2 separate regions of the Mus musculus genome follow, and region 2 is linked to region 1. Evidence: chromatin contacts called from public HiChIP or PLAC-seq data. All regions are on one chromosome and are shown on one strand. The core of a region is the stretch at or near the end of the contact, and the rest is flanking DNA. Distances in the headings are between cores, read along the strand shown. Region 1 overlaps Scfd2 (Sec1 family domain containing 2). Region 2 has its middle 7.8 kb from the start of Gsx2.

Evidence for each region. HiChIP or PLAC-seq counts read pairs in DNA pulled down with a chosen protein or histone mark.
Region 2: a contact with region 1 is called in an H3K27ac HiChIP or PLAC-seq map of regulatory T cell precursor, with 6 times the contacts expected there. The contact joins two enhancer-like sites. A contact is called at or near these places in 2 of 39 promoter capture datasets (liver and maxillary cranial neural crest), 4 of 115 datasets of contacts at active chromatin or transcription factors (embryonic forebrain, memory CD8 T cells, neural tube and 1 more) and 2 of 9 other capture datasets (embryonic stem cells and embryonic trunk).

Annotation. Positions count from the first base shown.
Region 1 is chr5:74,402,790-74,405,492 of GRCm38.p6, forward strand. All of the region lies in intron 4 of Scfd2 (Sec1 family domain containing 2), which reads right to left. Among named protein-coding and RNA genes, the nearest start is that of Gm32064, 88 kb to the left of the region's middle. Within about 2 kb of position 1,387, at least 66 of the 459 cell types and tissues checked have an H3K27ac peak or open chromatin away from gene starts, as enhancers often do. A contact at or near this core is called in memory CD8 T cells and regulatory T cell precursor, where this site is marked.
Region 2 is chr5:75,066,412-75,069,114 of GRCm38.p6, forward strand. No RefSeq gene overlaps it. Among named protein-coding and RNA genes, the nearest start is that of Gsx2, 7.8 kb to the right of the region's middle. Within about 2 kb of position 1,365, at least 105 of the 459 cell types and tissues checked have an H3K27ac peak or open chromatin away from gene starts, as enhancers often do. A contact at or near this core is called in memory CD8 T cells and regulatory T cell precursor, where this site is marked.

The sequences.
Region 1 (2,703 bases), core at 137-2,636:
TCCCCCCTCCAGTAAGTGCTTTGTGTACACCTACCAAGACGGCAGGAAGGGCAGAATGATGCCCCACTTCCTGCAGTCTGTGGCTGTACAGAGGCTTTCCAGATGTGATGAAGACTGTGACGTACTTTCATCTCTGCGATCACACACCTTCTAGAAACAGCACAAAAGAGGACAGTTTATCTCAGCTTACAGTTGCAGAAAGATTTCAGTGTTTGAGAAAGCTAGACATTAGGAGCAGCTCAATCCCTGGCAGCAGCCTGAGGCAAAGGCTGTTCATATCGTGGCAGACAGAAAGGAGGAACTCAGGCCAGGAAAACTCGTTCCTAGTGAGCCATGTCTGCTAAGGAGGCCTCGCCTCCCCATACCTCCACTATGAGAATAGTCTCATAAGCTGAAGATTTCGGTCTGAAGCACAAGTCCGATGGGGCCTTTCAGAGTCAAACCATGAGCTTTTCTGCCTGGTTGCCAAGGGACAAGGGCTTCCCAGAGAAACAGTTTCCCAGGTCTAGATGCTCAGGCACTCAGCAGCCTGGGCTTTCAACCTGTGAGGGCTTGCCTTTAAGAAACAGTTCTTACTCCCCAGTGCAAAGTGTGTGCTTTACTGCCATGGACTAAGGCCTCCTAGTCACCTCACAAGTACAGCTGCATCGTCACCTGTGCCCACCCTGAACACAACTATAATTGTCTCTACGTTCCACTGCTTGCCCGGTCCATGCCTTTCAAAGTTCTCTGTTCTGATTTTGCTCTGGACTCTTGCGTTAAGCCAGGCAAAAAGTAGGAAACATTAACCATGCCACAGCATGAACATTATATTTTGAGAATTATATCTGCCAAATAGATTAGTCCATTATTTTTCAATGTGGTTTTATTCAAATGTTCAAGACATGGGAAAAATATAGGCAGATTTGCCAGAAGGTCACAGAGCTTCAAGCCCAGTTCTTAACAGGGTCTTTACTTCTATCTGAAACCTCATGAGTCCTCCTTATGCTCTGCATTTTTATTGGTAGTCTGGTCTTCCAGGCACCCTTCAGAATAGCCCTTAAGAAAAGCTCCCCCCCCCCCCCCCCGGGCTGGAGAGACTATTCTGTGATTTAAGAGCACGTGCTGTTCTTCCAGAAAATCCGAGTTTGGTTTCCAGCTCCCATATCAGATGGCTCACAACCACCTGTAACTCCAGTTTTAGTGAATGCAGTATCATCTTATGGCCTGCTCAGGCACACACACACACACAAACACACACACACACACACACACACACACACACACACACACCCCTTAACAAAAGGAAAATAAAAATGTTATAGCACTCTGGAAAGCTCCTGTAACTCCCATGCCTCCAAACTCCTCCCTCCTGGCCCCAAAAGCCAGGTCAAAGGCCCGATAGACCCACGTGATCAAGTTTATCCCAGCAGCACCTGCTCTCCTGGCTCCAGTTCTCCACACTAACCACTCTGTGTGTCGTCTCGACAAAAGCAACCCAAGGTTGTCAACATCCCTTTTAGCTTGTGGTTTTAAAGGATCTCTGTTTATCACACTGGAGAAGGCGTGTCAGCAGAAACAGACCACCCTGTGACAGTGGAAACTTGTGTTACAGGCTAGTCACACTCAGCAGACAGGAAGCCACAAAGGCCAGTGAGAACCCATGGTAGCTATTACCTTCAGGGGTCCACACCTAGTGACTTCTGCAAACCAGGCTCTAGCTCTGAGAGCAATGGCTCTCAACATTGTGTGATCTGTTAATACAGTTTGTCATGTTGTAGAGATACCCCCCACCATAAAATTATTTCTGTTGCTACTTCATAACTATAATTTTGCTACTATTATAAACCATAAGGTAAACATGATATGTGGGATATCTGATATTTGAACTCCAGAGGGGTCATAACCCCACAGGTTGAAAACCCACTCACTGTCGTTAAAGGTTTACTTTCTTAAAAATACCACTATAAGGCGGAACAACATTATGAACTAACCAGTACCCCGGAGCTCTTGACTCTAGCTGCATATGTATCAAAAGATGGCCTAGTCGGCCATCACTGGAAAGAGAGGCCCATTGGACACGCAAACTTTATATGCCCCAGAACAGGGGAACGCCAGGGCCAAAAAGGGGGAGTGGGCGGGTAGGGGAGTGGGGGTGGGTGGGTATGGGGGACTTTTGGTATAGCATTGGAAATGTAAATGAGCTAAATACCTAATAAAAAATGGAAAAAAAATACCACTATAAGCTGAGGTCTCGTGAACAACACGAGCCCATGGGGGGCAGTGTAAGGTCAAGCGCTAACGCTGCAGCTGTTGAGATGAGGCAATGATCCTGGGTTATGTGAGCAGGACCAACCTAATCCCAGGCTTTCTTACAGGTGGGCACTTTTCCCAGCTATGCCCATTGATGAGGTAACAAAGAGAGGCAACAGTCCTGTCCCTGAAGACTGATGAGAGAAAGCACAAGCCAATGAATACAGAGGCCCTGGAAACAGAAAGAACAAGGAAACAAATCCTTCTCACGTCTCTGGAGAAGAAGACATCCCACATAACACTTAATGCTAATTCAGTAAGTTCTACAGAATGATAAAGTGTTACATGTGTGTTTCGAAGTTTGAGGTCCTTTGCTACAGAGACAAGAGGGCATTAACGCAAGCAGTCTGTAAGGTAGAAAATGAGAAGCTCCACATTAGAGCATGGAGCTCTCGCTGAGAAAGAACAGTT
Region 2 (2,703 bases), core at 115-2,614, 660 kb after region 1:
AGAAAGAGATAACTGTCTTAAGAGAAGAAGACTATCTGATATGGTAAGACTATACAGAGTATAGAGTAAGGATTTTGATCTAAAAAAAAAAAAAAAAAAAAAAAAAACACGTGGGAAAATGATGTCTGAGGCAAGACCTCAAGTTGAGGAAAGGAAGAGGAGACAGAGACGGCCATGCGGGAAGCAAAGCTGAGGAGCCAGGAGGCCTACAGTTGGAATGGTCAGAGAGACTGACAAGGCCTTGTTATGGAGGGCCTTTCTGTGTAGAGTCTCTGGTCTCATTAGCTACTTCATGCTCCTTGATTTACAGGCAAGAGGGCAACTTCTCTGTGGTTCACTGACATTTTGCAAAGCAGTCACACAGAAACAGGAAACCCCAAATTTCCAGTGTATGCAGATGATGCATGAGATGTAAAGCTATTTAATTTTGGTCTGTCCCCTCCACCCCCACCCACCGCCAGCGCCTAACACAGTCTGGCATCTGTTGGCACACCATCAAAGCAGGTCATGTAAATGAATGGAAAGATGATCCGCCAGGCAAAGAGCAAACTTTGAGGCAGTGAAAGAGGTGAGCCCAAGGCGGTGCACCCTGGCTCTGACTGGAGGGGAACTCCCTTTAGATGGCCTAGCCATGCCCTCAGCTCACACGTCCGTCTCTTCCCCCCCCCCCCCCAGCACCCCGCGCGCGCACACAGTGTCTGCCTCGAACCCGCACTGGCGTGCTCACAAATTCGCATTGCACAAAGCGCATCCATGGGTCCCCACGCACTCCACACAGTGCGGACACGCACACTCCCCTCGCACACACTATGTCTCACCTTCACACTGATTCTCAAGTCCATGTACTCCCGCCTACCCTTCCTCCCCCAGCACACACGCCACATACTCAGGCGCTTGCCTACAAGCTCAAGTTCTCCCGCCCCACACCCACGCATGCGCACGGGCTCAGGGGAGGAGGGGGAGCATGCGCACCTGTGGTGGCTCTGCCCTGAAGGGCAGCTGCTCAGGTGGGTTAGGGATTGATGGTGCCTTGTTTGGGAGGCTATGGGTCGGTGCAACCGTGTGGATTCATTTGTTTTTATCCCGCGAGCTTGACAAGGAAGAGGGGGAGACCCGGGAGGGCGCAGCCGAGCGCTCGGAGAGCAGGGTGACCCGCAGGATACCCTGACGCTGGGGCTACTGTATGAATCTCTGCACCCGGACGGGGCAAATGCATGAACTTGGGATCGGTTCAGCTGCACAACCTGGGTGGCCAGGTTCTGTCCATTTTGATCTGAGGACACCGTCCACTGAGAGCTATGAATTGCATGAAAAGAGAAGAGGGACTTAGCTTGAAAGTGCAGCACTTGGGAAGCTGAGGCCGGAAGATGCAAGTTGAGGCCATTCTTGGCTGCTGTGTGAGATCCTCCCTCAGAAGAGGGAAGAAGAAACCATGGTCAAATATTCTGGCTCTGCTATTTTCTGGTGTTTCGCAGCCTCGGTTTCTCTGCCTGTGAAATGAGGAGCCAGACTTTCAGAGCAGGTATGACTTCTCATCTAGGCGGACTATGGACTGCCTGTCTGACAAACACTAAGAGTTAACACAACAGACCCAGTTTCTGCTTAGGTGCAATTTGAAGTCATCTGGGAAAGATACCCAACCAGAAGTTAAACCTACAGAAATTCAGACTGATTGTAGTGAGCTTTTGAAATAAAATAATGAGGTTTTGATTTCATTCAGAGCTTCCTGTGTTCTGGACACGGGTGCATAAAATAAGGCTCCCGACCCCTACCCTCCTCTTAGTTCCAGTCTGCTCTTTTTTTGTCACATGAACCATTTGACCGAGCCTTGGAACTTTAGTATGTTGGAAAGCCACATGAAGCAAGGGTTGGACCATAACAAAAAAGAGGACATAATAAATGTACCTTCCCCACAGCATCATTGTGGGAGAGAAACACCGTGTGAAGTGTTAGCCTACTGCCAGGCACACAACGGTCGCCCATACATATTTGCTGGCAGACTTGTCTAGAACCCCACCTTAGAGAGATGAGATCTGAGTCCTGGCCTTGGCATCTCTACCTGTCAGACCTAGATTAAGCCATTGACCTTGCATAGGCAGGGGCTCTGCCCCACAAACAGCTGAGGTGATGTCACTTTTTCTAGGAGGGCTGCTGGGATTAACTGTGTTATGTGGGCAAGGCTACTTTGTCTCCCTGACACACAAGGCTCTTGAAGAGGGTGGTCTTGTGAGGACCATTATACCCTCAAATGGAGCCCTCCTTCATACGTGGGTGAGCATACAGCTGTTTACTTGGGGGAAAGTTTCAAAGTTTAGGATACAGCCCCAAGTAGGGAAGGCAGGAATGGGACTTTGGACTAGGTAGGGAGTGGGATGTGGTGCGGTATCCCTGGCACATCTCAGGTCCATGAGGCTGCTGCCCAGAAATGGAAGGTTGAAGGAGCCAAGGAGAGGGGCTCTCCAGAGTGGGTGCAAAAGCCTTGAAGCCTAAGGAGGACAGGTCTGGGAGAACTTAGCCCTGAGCTGAAGCCACACCCAGAGCCTCTGATGGCATCTGCTCTGAGGACAGCTGAGGTGCTGAGCAACAACAACAATAATCATAATCAGACTTTAGGCACAATGGGCCAGCAGTCCTTAATTCCTCACAAACTGTCAAGGATGATGGCTTTTATTTTTCTTACTTCACATACATAAAAACTGAATT